Linked DNA regions of Rattus norvegicus: all the other regions are linked to region 3. The links are chromatin contacts, called in public Hi-C and HiChIP or PLAC-seq maps. All regions are on one chromosome and are shown on one strand. The core of a region is the stretch at or near the end of the contact, and the rest is flanking DNA. Distances in the headings are between cores, read along the strand shown. Region 1 overlaps Ptpa (protein phosphatase 2 phosphatase activator). Region 2 has its middle 49 kb from the start of C3h9orf50. Region 3 has its middle 120 kb from the start of Ier5l. Region 4 overlaps C3h9orf50 (similar to human chromosome 9 open reading frame 50).

The links. A called contact is a pair of places that touch in the nucleus more often than the background predicts. HiChIP or PLAC-seq counts read pairs in DNA pulled down with a chosen protein or histone mark.
Region 1: a contact with region 3 is called in an H3K27ac HiChIP or PLAC-seq map of oligodendrocytes, with 4 times the contacts expected there. The contact joins two enhancer-like sites. A contact is called at or near these places in 1 of 12 Hi-C or Micro-C datasets (mammary epithelial cells) and 1 of 1 datasets of contacts at active chromatin or transcription factors (oligodendrocytes).
Region 2: a Hi-C map of the A7r5 cell line shows a contact between it and region 3, with 2.3 times the contacts expected there. The contact joins two enhancer-like sites. A contact is called at or near these places in 2 of 12 Hi-C or Micro-C datasets (the A7r5 cell line and mammary epithelial cells) and 1 of 1 datasets of contacts at active chromatin or transcription factors (oligodendrocytes).
Region 4: a contact with region 3 is called in a Hi-C map of Schwann cells, with 12 times the contacts expected there. The contact joins two enhancer-like sites. A contact is called at or near these places in 7 of 12 Hi-C or Micro-C datasets (the A7r5 cell line, Schwann cells, frontal cortex and 4 more) and 1 of 1 datasets of contacts at active chromatin or transcription factors (oligodendrocytes).

Annotation. Positions count from the first base shown.
Region 1 is chr3:34,110,243-34,113,488 of GRCr8, forward strand. Ptpa (protein phosphatase 2 phosphatase activator) reads left to right here. Exons shown (of 10, transcript NM_001108577.2): 9 at 3,153-3,246. Among named protein-coding and RNA genes, the nearest start is that of Ptpa, 24 kb to the left of the region's middle. Within about 2 kb of position 1,504, at least 83 of the 93 cell types and tissues checked have an H3K27ac peak or open chromatin away from gene starts, as enhancers often do.
Region 2 is chr3:34,434,540-34,437,941 of GRCr8, forward strand. No RefSeq gene overlaps it. Among named protein-coding and RNA genes, the nearest start is that of C3h9orf50, 49 kb to the right of the region's middle. Within about 2 kb of position 1,447, at least 36 of the 93 cell types and tissues checked have an H3K27ac peak or open chromatin away from gene starts, as enhancers often do. A contact at or near this core is called in the A7r5 cell line, where this site is marked.
Region 3 is chr3:34,266,604-34,270,162 of GRCr8, forward strand. No RefSeq gene overlaps it. Among named protein-coding and RNA genes, the nearest start is that of Ier5l, 120 kb to the left of the region's middle. Within about 2 kb of position 1,343, at least 62 of the 93 cell types and tissues checked have an H3K27ac peak or open chromatin away from gene starts, as enhancers often do. A contact at or near this core is called in the A7r5 cell line and Schwann cells, where this site is marked.
Region 4 is chr3:34,475,494-34,479,193 of GRCr8, forward strand. It overlaps C3h9orf50 (similar to human chromosome 9 open reading frame 50), which reads right to left. Exons shown (of 6, transcript NM_001100979.1): 5 at 3,555-3,700; 6 at 3,032-3,245. The coding sequence ends at 3,138. Among named protein-coding and RNA genes, the nearest start is that of C3h9orf50, 7.4 kb to the right of the region's middle. Within about 2 kb of position 2,103, at least 35 of the 93 cell types and tissues checked have an H3K27ac peak or open chromatin away from gene starts, as enhancers often do. A contact at or near this core is called in the A7r5 cell line and Schwann cells, where this site is marked.

The DNA of each region.
Region 1 (3,246 bases), core at 254-2,753, 160 kb before region 3:
CAAGTCAGTCTCACCCATCCCAAGTTTACACAGTCCTGTCTTCTCTTTCCACGCCCCTATATGTTTGCCCTGTGGATTACACGTGGTCTCCTGCTCATGAACACCACTCTCTTGGCTCCCTGTTCTGAGCTTCTGAGCAGGGAAAAGCCTGGTTAGCAGCCTTGACTCTAGGTTCCTTCTGGTCAGCATTTGCCTCAGGGTTGTGCCAAGCTCCAGGGGCCAGAGGGGAATGACACATTTTTTCCAAGTCAGCAAATGGAGCCAGGACTGACGGCTGGCCAGCCACTACTTGGTTCTTAGAGATGTGCTGCCTTCAGCAGTGTGGCAGCTCAAGGTCAGAAGGACTGGGGGCAGCCTGGCTCACTGCTGTGAAAGACAGCTCTACAGGACTTCATCGTGCAGTGAGGGGATGGGGAGGCTCTAGGGTGAGAGGGCAGGACTGGGTGGGAAGGAGCTGCAGATTGTGCAGCGCTTGCTGCTTGAGGCAGAAGCCTAAGCTGTTACTGCTTCCTCTGGCGGCTGGCCAAGCCCCTGCGCCCCTGTCAGTGATTCCAACAAGGAGGCTAGCGCGGCTGGGCCTCAGAGACTAGTGATCGATCCTGTGCTCAGATTTAGTGTGCATGTGTCTGTTTCCTGCTGGTATAAAACCCCAAAAGCTTTCCCCAAAGTTTGGGCTGGAGGACCCCAAGGAAGGTAGCCCAAATAACCACAAGGAGGCGCTAAAGTGCGCTGAGCTCAGGTGGCTTTCAGTGACGGAGGTAGGAAGAGGGAGAGGCAGCTTTCTGGCTGTTGTGCACCTTCTCTGCAAGGCTTGCTTTTCTCTTGGTTCCAGGCTCTGGGGTCAGTCAAGCTCTGGGTGGTTGCTAGGCACTGTGGGAGCAAGGGCGGTCTGCCTGCTTGGGTTGGGCAGTTGTAGCAGCTCTGCCGCTGCTGTTCACAGATAGATAGCTAGACAGACAGAGATATGGATACAGATATATAGATATTTCCCCCCACCCCTGCACGTCATGAAGTTGGCAGTTTTTATTTATAACCCCCATCAGTTAAGTGAGTGGCTTTACCCAGACCCCAGGTCTCAAGCCTACAGTATGCTCGGACTTTTGGTCAGGGAGACCTGCAGTCTTTACTGGTCACACAAAACCCAAGGAAGTTGGGAAGGAAACCACTTCTCTTTGCTGGGTCTTGTGTCAGGACTGCTTTGATAGCCCTGGGCATGACAAGGGAGGAAACCCACCATACAGGGCTACTGCTGCTTTCAGAAATGTAGCCCTGGCGCCTTTAAGAGCCCAGGGCAGGCAGGAAAAGAATTTCAGTTTCAATCTGGCTTCTAAATTTGGAGTTTTGGGAAGGGAGGGATCAGATTTCAGCTGGAAGGGAAGGAGCTGACAGGAAGGCGCTGTGCTGAGCCTCCCCCACCCCGCCCATCCCCCTCAGTTACTGACAGAGGAACCATTTACAAAAGGCCGATTCTCTGGGGAGTGGAGAGGCAGGAACGCAGCGTCTGTGAGTAATTTCCTGCTCAATATGGCTGCTCTGACTCACACGATTCCCCTGGGGTCACTGCGGGACTGCAGTTGCTTGCTTGTTCTCGCTCTTTCTCTTCTCCCTTTGTGGCTAGAATGAACTGATTTTTTTTTTTTTTTTTGTCTTCTCACCCCCAATTTCTTTTTCTCCCTCATTTTTTTTTTCTTTCTCTGAGTTGCAGAACCTCCTTCTGAAGGACTTAGGAGTCCTGAGGCCCTGAAGGCCTTGAGGGTGCGGTGGCCTCTCAGGGGACATACTGGGCCTGCCTCTAGCTCTGCTGTCTGCCAGACAGCCCTTTCTGAGTATCCCTTGCTAGTGAGTGAGGCTGGTCCCCAGGCAGGCTGGTCCCCAGGCAGGCTGGCCCCCCAGGCAGGCTGGTCCCCAGGCAGGATCTTAGCATCCTTTATCTGTTCCAGGGCCCTTGCAGAGCCAGCCCTGGAGCACCTGCTGTGCGACAGAGCCCCTGGTAATTGGCTCAGGGGTCCAGCCTGCAGTGTGCAGACTCAGGGTTGGAAGTAGAGAGACAGAGGGCGGAGTCTTTGGGAGGGTTGTGATAGATCTGGGGAAGCCGAGGGCACTGTAAGTTTTGGTGCCTGTGGTCAAGGAAAGACTCCACAGGTGCCTGGGAGGGAGCAGGGCAGGCTTTGGAAACCTGCCCTCAGCACTGGGGCGGGGCCTCTGAGACAGGCTCTCATTGGTGATTTTTGCTAGGGAAGGGAGGTGCTATGGAAAGATGGCAGCATTTCTAATTTAAATCTAGAAACTGCCCTTCCCAGAACTGGAGGCCTGTGGGAGTGGGACCACCAAGTAAGGCTACAGCAGTAGAGTGGCCTGTGATGTCCTCCTGTGAGGAGAGTCTGGCTTATCCTGTCTCCTCCCGGAGCCTGCCCCACCTCACCCACCCACCTTCTCAGTCGCCAAGGTCCAAGGCTCTGCTTCCTTGGCAGACTCCCTGGGCTTGTCGGTCTTTCTCTGTAGTGCGGGGCTGCCTGGGACCTGGGCAGGGAGTGAGGAGGACGCACTGAGCTAATAAACACCAGTGCACTGGCCCTGAGCTCTCAGTGGCAGGCAGAATGTACTCAGGACAAAGGCTTCCTTCCCTGTCCCCGGGCTGTGCCTCTGATGCCCTAGGAACAGCATTGGACTGTGACAGTGCTTCTCTGCCTTCCTGCAGTCAGGGTTTGAGGAAGAACTGCACTGGTGGACTGTCCATGTGCCTGCTCCTCTTGTTGCTGTGGCCCTTCTGCCCTACTCTTGACCTTGCTAAACAAACACTCCTCCTGTACTGATGTGGAGTCTCCCACAGCCCCTTCCTGTCCTCTTGACAGGTACAGAGGGGGAAGGGAGCCTGCCTGCTGTCTGGATAGGAACACATTCTACCCTCTCAGGGTGGACATATTGTTTTCCTAGGTTGCTAAATTTGATAGGAACAAAGCCTCTGTTTTGTCTGTGTGAAAGAGAGGAGTGGGTGACAGAGGTTATATTTTTTCAGCAAGCCTTGGGGGCCAAGCCCGTGTGTGTGTGTGTGTGTGTGTGTGTGTGTGTGTGTGTGTATCTCCATAGTGCAAGAGAGCAGAGGTAGAACCTAGGTGGCCTCTGCCTCTCTAGTTCCTGGACTTCTTTTCCAGATGAAGACCGGCCCCTTTGCAGAGCACTCCAACCAGCTGTGGAACATCAGTGCTGTCCCGTCCTGGTCTAAAGTGAACCAGGGCCTCATTCGCA
Region 2 (3,402 bases), core at 197-2,696, 170 kb after region 3:
ATCCCTGCCTCGCTGACCCAGAACACAGCACTGTTAGCCAGCCATTGCCCGGAGACAAGGGTCTGAATCGCCCATATTCCCCCCTCTCTTTGGAACCCACTTGGTTTATACCCAAGCTTGGTTTCCAAGCCAGAGTCCCCCTTGCAGGAAGCCCCTATGGGGTTGGGAGGTGGAAAGACTGTACTCCTAGCCCAGCAGGGTTCCCCAAGTATACATGCACGCACAAATGTTTGCCTGACCACTTGTCAGTCAGTGAAGCACAGGGAAAGGACAGCACATGCCAAGTACCACCAATGCCAGTGGTGGGGAGGGTAGGGGCAGTAGGATCAGAAGTTCAAGGTCACCTTAACAAGTATCAAGTTGGAGGCCAGCCTGGGCTACAAGAGATCCCGTCTCAAAAAGTAACCATCCCCAGCTCCGAAAAAAAGAACCAAAAAAAAAAAAAGTAACCAAATGTGTAAATAAAGAAAAGAGGGCTGGAGAGATGGCTCAGTGGTTAAGAGCACCCGACTGCTCTTCCAGAGGTCCTGAGTTCAATTCCCAGCAACCACATGGTGGCTCACAACCATCTATAAAGAGATCCGATGCCCTCTTCTGGTGTATCTGAAGACAGCTACAGTGTACTTATATATAATAAATGAATAAATCTTTTAAAAAAAGAAAAAAGAAAAGAAACCATGGTTTGAGCTGTGCAGCAAAGAAGTCAGTCCAGCCCACCCACTTCCTCCAAATTCCTGACCAGGTTTGGCAGGGCAGAGATCAGATCCACAGTAGTAGCAACAGTTTCAGGCCCGGGGGGTCAGGGGAATCCCAGATGATGTTATCTGCAAAGTGCTGTACGGCTCCCTTTCTTCCAGGAGCCTAAGCGAGCTTTGTCAGTTCCCGGGTAGGGGGCGGGAGTTGGACTGTTGCCAGAAGCAGCAACCAGACTGTCCGCTGGGCCGGGCTCCACAGCTGGGCTGTAACCAGATTCTCCTGGGTTTCTCAGGGGCAGGACCCCCTCAGGTCTGGAATGCAGCCTGGGCCCAGAGAAGGCTAACAAATGGTGAAGGCTTTGAAATCTCACCTCCGCCCTCTCTCGGGGTTGAACAAACAGCCCCTCCTCCCACCTCTGTTGGGAGAAGCCCAGCCCTAGGCCGCCACTAAAGTTTCTCCTGATCCTTAGGCTGGGGTTACAGCTGCTCCGTTCTGTAGCCCCTGTGACCTCAGAAGGAGAGGCAAAAGACTTAGGTCCCCTCTGCCCGCCTTCTTGGGGTTCCAACCTGAGCGAGATTCTGAGTGGCTCACTAGGAAGGGTCAGATTTAGCAGAGAGAAACTGGAGACGTGACAGGTACTCCATCACCCCGGTGGCCAAGACTGTTCCGTGAGGCCAGGCCTGAGGCTGGGAGGGAATGCCGGGTTAGGATTATACCCTCAAACCCCAGGAGCTGGATTGGGCTGTGAAAGTTCATTTGCATTTTAATAAAAACCTTCTTTGTCTAAAGCTGCCCAGCAGTTCCCAGCAGTGGAGATAGAGGAAGGAGGGTGTGGCCATGAAACTAAGGGGCCACACCCCACACTTGCCTCACCTGGTAGAAGCAACTGGGGGGATCTGGCTTTCTTCAGCAGCTTCTTAGACACAGGGTGACCATCTTCACAGCTATACACGTAGTGACTCAAGTGTCACCAAGAGACAACTCCCTGCTCCCCCAAGAGCTCACCTCTTCCCAACCCTTTCTCTTCATCCTCCTCCCTATCCTCAGCAACTCGGAGGGCAGGACAAGCCCCCAGCTGCTCCCTGGCTCTCTTAGCCCTTCCTGGGCTCCCAGGCCAGAGGTTCTGTCTCCCCCAGCCCACCCTTCATGGCTTGCCTCTTCGGCCCCTTCGGAATGACCATGTCTGCGAACAAGGTGCTGGAGCAGACAATTGGAGGTTCAGGGAGACCTTGACACCGGAGACAATCCCTGATGTGGATGGAGGCTGGCTTGCTGCCACCAACCCGAGGAACAGAGTGTGCCATGGGCAATGGGCTGAGTGAGGTGGGACAGGGTCTGCAAGTCTTTGCCGCCTCTCCAGGCCAAGTCACCAACTGGACCCATATACCCTCTGCCACAGACAGAGCACTCTTTGGTGGTCCCTAAATCATTAATTCCTCCAGCCAGACTTCAAGGGCCCTGCCATTGCTAGACAGAGTGGCATGTGTGTGTGTGTATGTGTGTGTGTGTATGGTGTGGTGTGTGGTGTGTGTGGTGTGTGTGTGTGGTGTGTGGTGTGTGTATGTGTATAGTGTGCGTGGTGTGTTTGTGGTGTGTGTGTGTGGTGTGTGGTGTGTGTATGTGTATAGTGTGTGTGGTGTGTTTGTGGTGTGTGTGTGTGTGTGGTGTGTGTATATGTGTATAGTGTGCGTGGTGTGTGTGTGTGTGGTGTGTGTGTATGTATGTGTATAGTGTGCGTGGTGTGTTTGTGGTGTGTGTGTGTGTAGTGTGTGCACTGTGTGTACTGTGTGTGTGTGGTGTGGTGGTGTGGTGTGTGTGTTGTGTGTGTGTTGTGTGTGTGTATGTGTATAGTGTGTGTGGTATGTTTGTGGGGTGTGGGGTGTGTGTGTGTGTGGTGTGTGTGTGTGATGTGTGTATGTGTGGTGTGTGTGTGTGGTGTGTCTGTGTATGGTGTGTGTGGTGTGTGTGTGTGGTGTGTGGTGTGTATGTGTGGTGTATGTGGTGTGTGTGTGTGTGTGTGTGTGTGTGTATGTGTGTGTGTGTGTGTGAATGACTGACAGCCCCTCCTTCACATGTAGGCTTCCCTTTCTTGCTGGTCCTTCTGCCTTCCCAGGAAGAATTTCCCCCAGCTCTCCACAGGCCATTAACTCAGTGCCCTGACTTGCTCAGTTAATGAATAATTAGGCTGGACAGGGTCTGACCTCAGACTGACCTTGGGTTCCCAGCTTTCCTGCAGCTTCCTTTCCTGGTGGTGCCTGTGACAGTTTTGGGGCGAGCCAGATAGTGGATTCTGGGCTTTGAGCATTCTCTCAGAATGCACCAGACAGAGAGAAGCCCTGCACCCCACCATAAGGCCAGCCTGCAGGACCTTCAGAGGCAGACTCCTTGCTGAGCTGTAGGAGCTGGCAGTTTTGCCACTGACACTGTGCCGGCCTCAGTTGCCCACCACTCATAGGCAGGTATCCATGGGCAAGCACGTGACAGTTGGAACCACACAGGACCTTGTAACTGAGTTGTCATGTAAAACTGGGCTGGGGCAGTGACTGTGACCGGCTTTACTGGAGGAGGGCGGGTGTCCTGAACCGCGGTCCTGTCTTCCCCTGCATCCTCTCCTGCTGGACCTCACCCCCCTTGCTGACACTGGAGGAGAAGAGGAGGAATGGAGAAGTCTTGGGCAGCCGTGTGGATGCCGACTGCTGATGAACA
Region 3 (3,559 bases), core at 93-2,592:
CCAAGAGTGACCATTTACTCCCCCAGAGTCCCTCCAGGAGGTGCAGGTACGACTGAGACCCACTTTACGGATGGGAATATTGCAGCTTTGAGAGCTTGTAGTGGTGTAGGGTCCCAGAGCTGGTAAACGGTGACCTGGCCGTAAACCAGGCCTCTGTGGCTGGGATTCTAACCTGAAAGCCACACTGCCCTTCTACCTCCTGAGAGAAGTGGACATAATGGGACCCTTGCCCTGTCCTGGCTGGCCAGCTTCTCTGTATCTGTGGCCAAGCATGGGTATGGGGCAGAGTGTTGAGGCACAAGGGGGAAATTCTATAAACTATAGAGTGCTGTGACACAGAAAGAATAGCCCTGATGATTTCTACCCCTCAGCGCTGGCCTCTCCAAAATCTGCTGTGTGACCAGGGGCCTCCTGGGAGGCCCATACAGCCTTCTAGAACGATCCATAAAAGGACTCCAGGGGGGGCATATCATTGGCCTTTCCCGTGGCAGGTGACTTAGAAAGGGTGGTCCAGTGTGCCTGGCATGGTCTGCCCCTGCAAAACTAGGCTAGAAGCCTCTACTGAGCCCTCTAGGGCAGACTCTGGGCCCCTTTCCTGTTCAGTTTTTGAGGTGATTGCTTTTCTGGGGTCACTGGCTTGTGTAATCCCCTCCACTCTCAGTCTAGCTCTGCCGGTCTGTTTGTCTTTGCCCCTCTCCTAGCCTCCGGGCGCCACCGACAGGATTTGTTTCTATTCCATGCCTCTATTCCATGCCGCAACCAAGGCCATCTTCTCTCCCATAGCTGTGCGTCCGAGGACGCCTCGGCCCTGTGCAGCAGCCCGGTTTCATCCTAGCCGGGTCCTTAGCTGGGGACAGAGGCCGTTTTGTCCTTGCTTTGGAGCAGGGATGGAGGCTTCATCCTTAGTGGCCGCCTGCTCGCGCCTGGCTGTAAGAGAGATGAGAGCAGGCTGCAGGGCTGCAGGCAGCGGCTTTCAGAACAAACAGAATTTTTTTTTGCAACTAGAGGGGGAAGCACAGAGCTAAAAATAAAACGAAAAGATCAGTATCTGTCAGTCTGACAGCTGATTGGCTGCTCGGAGATGCATATAATTACCAGCAACTGGCGCTGGGTAGGCAAAGCCCGGAGAAACTGCTGAGATGAGGTTAGGATTTAACCTTTAAATTCTGGAGCCACCGGAAAGCTAGGGGAGACGACCGGCGTCGGTGCTAATGAGGCTGGGGGGCGGGGGCCGGGGGCATCGAGTCGGGGTCAGGTCCCCGGGCTCCCCCGAAGGCCCGGGGGAACCCTCAGCCCGCGCCTCCGCCATCAGACTGGGAGTGCCTCTGATTGGGCGGCTCGGGGGGCGGTGGGCCTTCTCCCCGCCCAGCTGGGGGTGGTGTCTTCCGGGAAGTTGAGGGGTCGCACCTGGGAGGGAGAGGGAACTATCCGGGACTCTGGGGGTTCCAGGCCTCTCCTCGACTGACCCTGTCCCCACCCACATTCCTCTATCTCTCTGCCTAGTACTAGTAGGATTTTGTGTGGTTTTTGCTGCTCACCCCTTCAGTTCCTCTACTCCTCTATCCCAACTCCCAGTCCCTGGTCCCTAGTCCCTTCCAGATCTGGAGAGGCCACACCCAGGTCAGTCCTAGGTTTCTCTAGAGATAGACCAACCAGCAGGACCAGGAGTGTGCTGCTGTCCTCCCTGAACCTCAGTTTCTTCATACGTAAAATGGGGGTGGTGATGGTAGAACCTGCTTTATGTCTTCACGGGTGCCAGGGATTTTGCGAGCAATGGTTCCTCTTGATTATCCAACCCAAACCAGGGCCCAGAAGATCCTGGTCCCCGTGTGTGAACTCATGTACGGCTCTGTCCTGACCCACAGTGTCCGTGGGGACACAGTGAGCCCCTGCACCTCTTGGGTGCTTCGAGCAACTTCTGCTACCTTTATCTCCCCTGCCCCTCCTCTGAGCATCTTCTCTAGGAAGTCCCTCATGCCCTAGCCATCCTGCTGCAGTCTCTGGTTTCCCGACTCACAATCAGACTGTGAGCCCAGGGAGGACAGGAACCACAAAAGCTAGCCCATTGCTCTCCAGCCCATAGCTCTCCAAAGGCAACTTGCTCTGTGCTCTAAGAAGCCAGACAGGGTAAGGGATCTCAGGCAGCTACAGGCCTAAAGCAAGCAGGAGCCTCAGCCAATAGGCAACCAGCCATCCTCAGCCCTGTAGGGCCCCGGGCTTCTCATACAACACCCAGGAGATGCCACCCTTGGACTGGGAGGACGCAAAGTGCCCGGGGGAGGGGGACAGGTAGGAATGAGTAGCTCACACTGGACCTGGCTCCTGGTTGTGATCACCCCACAAAGATCCCAGCAACCCCTACAACAGCCCTTAGCAAGCATTGTTGTTATTGGCGACCTATAGATGGGCAAACTAAGGCAAGGCGTCGAGCAAGGCTTGAGAGTGCCCAGATTGGAGCCACCCAGGCCTCCCTGACTGAGTGATGAAGATGAAAGGGAATCCAAGGGCTAGAGAAGGTGCTGGAACAGCTACCCTGAGACCTTCCAAGCCCAGCGAGCCAGGGGGTCTTGATTTAAACAGTTTCTCTGTGACTTCCAGTGCTGTGACAGCCCTGTAACTGTCCCCCACCCCACAGCCCTGTTTATTTCTTATCCTAATGAAGACCCCCAACGGGGTGACAGGTGGCAGCTTCCCATGGGGCATCTGGGCATTCAGTGCTGGCCTCAGCTTTGACCTGGAAAGTCATCCTGAGCCTATGCTACCAGCCCCAGAGCCCATCCTCACCCCCTGTGTTATTCACCACTACTTCCCGTCAGTCTCCTGCCCCAGCCCCAGCCTTGCTGACCAACAAAGAGTCAAGGAGGGTAGCCCACTTGCCAGGAAGCAGCCGTAGACTTGTCCTTCTGGAGAACCCAGCTTCTGACAGCTGTATGACATAGCTGCTTGAGACCACCCTTCCCTTGTCCCTTTGACTGGTGTCCATCCCACTCCTCTTACAGAGCCTTCTCACCCCAACGGTTTCCTTGCTTACCGGGAAATTGGATGGAAGTTGACCTTTGCTTGTGCATGTGGCACTTGTGTGTGTGCATGTTGGGGAGTATGTGCATGTGTTCAAGGGATATGCGTTTACACAGAGACCAGAGGTGTCTGCCTCAATCACCCTCTGCCTTGTCTTTTCAGACAAGGGCTCTCAACTGAGCCTGAAGCTCACTGCTTAGCTCAGGGATCCATTTGTCTGCCTCCTTCACTAAAGTCACTGACAAATGCTGAGGCTCCTGGCTGTTATGTGGGTACCTGGGATCCAAACTCAGGCCTTCACGGTTGCACAGCAAACCCTTTACTAACAGAGCCCTCTCCTCAGCCCTGCTGGGTTGGTGTGTTTTGTTTTTTTTTTTTTCCGCGTGACCCGATTTAATTTCTATCTTTGTCACTGTGATTCCTCTTACAGAAATGTTGGCAGTGTGTATGGCCTTGCTGTATGGTTCCTGGCCGGGGTCACTTACACACACAGGTTCTTGCTGTGGCTTGTCTCTGAGGGGTCTCTGACTCTGGTGGGTGA
Region 4 (3,700 bases), core at 853-3,352, 210 kb after region 3:
ACCTAGAACTTCGCAGACTACCAAGCTGGTTTCGAACTCTGAGATCCTCCTGCCTCTACCTCTCAAGTGCTGGGATTAAACCCATGTGCCACGAATTCCAGCTGTCTCACTCTCCCTCTTTCGAGGGCTTTTTTTTTTTTTTTTTTTTTTTTTTTGGTTTTTTTTTCGGAGCTGGGGACCGAACCCAGGGCCTTGCGCTTCCTAGGCAAGCGCTCTGCCACTGAGCCAAATCCCCAACCCCTCCAGGGCTTATTTTTAAAGCCAAGCACAGCTGCGCACACCTTCAATCTCTCAGCACTCGGGAGGCGGAGGCAAGAGGATCTCTAAGTTCAAAGTCAGCCTGGTCTGTAGAGTGAGTTCCAGGACAACCAGAGCTACATAATGTGACACCGTCAGGGAAAAAAAAAAATTTTTTTTTAAAATTGTGTTTGTGTGTGCACATGCAAATGTGCCCGTGAGCATGCACGCATGTGAATGAACGTGAGTGAAGTTACTGCAGAGTCCAGAAGAGAAGGTACAGGCAGTTGTGAACTGATGTGGGTGCTGGAAACCAAACCCAGGACCTCTGAGAGAGCAGCAAGTGCTCTTAACCACTGAGCCATCTCTCCTGCCCACACTGTGGGGACCAGACCCAGCTCCTCACACATGGCAGTGTAAGCAGCAGCCCTCACTTCTAGGGCTAATGAGTCACCACCAGGGTACAAAGACTCACAAGGCAGAGAACATTCCAGAGAAAGGGGCAGGGCTTCCTGTCAGAGTGGGGACACCCTGCATCTGTCAACGAGCCTAGTTCCCATGCCCTACTTGACTTGGCCCAAGAGATATAGTCTGTGGTGGTGATCAGGGAGATGAGAGAGTTGGGAAGGCCTCACCCGGGAGAGGAACAGACCAGCCCTAAAGCACATGGTACACGGCTACCACACCCACTATGCTACTGGAAAGGGACCCAAAGCTAGGATTTTCCCCCAGCTCCCCTGTGCCTGGGGGCCACCTTTAAAGGCCCCACGAGGCATGGCAGGCATGGTGGCACACACTTTAATCCTAACACTGAGGTGGGCAAAGGCGGGCAGATCTCTGAGTTCCAGGCCAGCCTGGAGTGATCACAGAGTGATCACAGACCAGGTCCACAGTGAGGCCCTGCTCAACCATCCAGACAAAAAGGTTCAGTACAGGCTCTGGGAAGGAGAATGGAATCACTCTGAGGAAAGACCTAGGTTGTTTGAAAGGGGTCTTTTCCCAGTTTCAGCATTCCCAGCCCCTTCTTGGTCACCTAAGTTCAGGCACCACACGAACTGCCATGTTGTGGGTGTAGGCTGATGACACTTCTGAAGTCCTCTAGGACCCTGGTCCTCCAGAGGTCCATGGTACATACTTCAGTGTGCAACACAAGCTCTGAAGTGTGTTACCTCTGTGTGTGGAATGGGCTGTGTGTGCATTCTTTCTGGGGTAAGTATGCCTGGCTTCCCCGTGTGGGAGGACGTCTGTGTGCCATGTGTATGGTCCCATGTATCATGTGCTGTGTGTATCTGTGTTTATGTGGTATGTGTGCGAGTACCTCTTTGTGTCTGTTTTTCCATGTGTATGATGTGTTGTTACATGTGTGCCTGTGTCCATGTGTATCAGTTGTGTGTGTGTGTGTGTGTGTGTGTGTGTGTGTGTGTGTGGTGTGTGCTTCTCCATGTGTGGTATCTGTACATGTTGTATATACAGTGTGTGTTATGTACCTGGACTGTGTCTGCTGTGAACATCTGTGGTATGGTTTTCTACGTGTGTGGGGTCTCTATTGGTGTCGTATGGTGTGCCTGTCTGTGTGTTCTCCCTGTGTGTGGGGTCTCCAGGTGGTGGTGAGTATGTGCTGTCCTCTGTGTGTGGGGTCTCTGTGGTGTGTCCTACTTCGACCTCCAAGATTTTTTCCTTGCATGGGTCTGTTCTGTGCGTTACCAGCCTCTCCGTGAAGGTCAGGTCTCCCGGTTGCAGACTGGAGGCCGAGTTCCCCACAGTGGGGAGCGCAGAACCCAGGATTCAGGGATCACAGCGAGCACTGCCTAAGGGAAAGTTTTCAACACCGGACTAGAGCTGAAGTTTCGCGGCGCAAAGCCAGGCCAACACTGCCCCCGCGCGGTGCGGCGCGGCGCTGCAGGCGGCCGGGGAAACAGAGGCAGAACCCGCACCCGCGGTGCGCAGCACTCCAGAATTCCACGTCCTGGGTCTCAGCCTGAAAGCCCAGAAAGGGACCGAGGCCCGCTCCAGCCCAGCGCAGATGACGTTGACGCATCGCGTCGCATACCGGGTCCGGATCTACCTTTCTTCAGCCCTTCATCATCCCCAGCCCATCTGGTCCCTAAGATGACCGGCCCAGTCCAGCCCAAACCCCCAGCATTCGGTCCTCCCAGTTAGACTCCACTCCGCGCCGAGTCCGAGCCGTTTCTTCAAGGGCCAGCAGGTGGCGATAAAGACCTGGCCAGAGCGCAAGAACAAGGTGAAACTCCAAAGAGGGAGGGCTGGCTCCCAGGCTTCCCCCAGGGGTTGGGACATGGAGTGATGGGGCACTTGGGTGTATGTCAGTGTCTAGGTTAGTGCAGCAGATAAATGCTAGGAGGCGCCTGCCACCTTGACTCAGGCCACTTCCCCATGTGGATCTGAACTGCATCAGGCTAAAAGGACTAAGAATTACCCATACACAGGCCTCTTTTTCCTGGGCTGGGGTCTAGATACCCATACCCTCTACTAAAAGTTGGGCAGAGAAGCCTCTGGCGCTAAAGACAAGTTGTTTATCCACTCTCCTAGGCTGAGGTCATGGCTGGGGGTCTGCTTCAGGTATGGGTTGATTTAGGTTTGAGGTTGTGTAGTGAGTGCCCCCCACCCCTTGGGAAAGCATCCCTTAGGACAAGCTGAGCCCCTCGGGTGCCCTGTCCCCCCCCATATCACCAGCCTCATCCCAGCTGTGAATCCGCCCTAATCTCCCCCACCCAGGAATCCAAGTGGTCCCCAATCAGGCACCCAGAATGGCTCATACTGGAGGACCTAGTGATCCATCCCAGCCACCTGGGAGGTGTGTTTATTTGTGGGGCGAAGAAGCACTCTCCTCATTGCCTGGCATGGGTACACTTCTGAGCAGGGGGGCCTCTGGCAGGCATTCACCTGTGAGCCTGCTGCCGGTTTGTGGTCGGCAGAAGGAGCTGGTAGCCCTTAGGGCGGCCTTGCTTTAGAACGGTCTGCAGCACCAAACTGGGCAGAAAGGATTCCTAGAGGGAGCAAGGCACTGCTGAGGGGAGCCCAGGGAGGAGACGGGGAGCAGACAGGTTCCCTGGGAGCCCAGGTGGGAGGAGACAGGTCCCCGGGGCCCGGGGGTGGGGCGTGGCGGCAGGTGGTCCCTCCCTGCAGTTGGTCTAGACTGAAGCACAGCCCACCCACTCACTAGCCAGGCTCAAGGACTTCCTCCCCCTCCGCTCCACACCGAGGGAGGCCAGGCCACACAAATCCAACAGAGAGGCTCCCCTGCAGAGTCACTGAGGGCTGGTGCTTCTGCTGGCCAGCTGCCCTGGGCTGCTCACCAGCTTCTGGCTCCCGGGACAGGGCGATTTGCCCACCTGCTCCGGATTGTTAGGGGTGTCCAGGAAGGTTCTTAGGCCTCCCCTTGGCCTTGGGGCGGTGGCCCTGGAGATGAAGGGTAGGCGGCTGCTCACGGTGGCATCCTCAG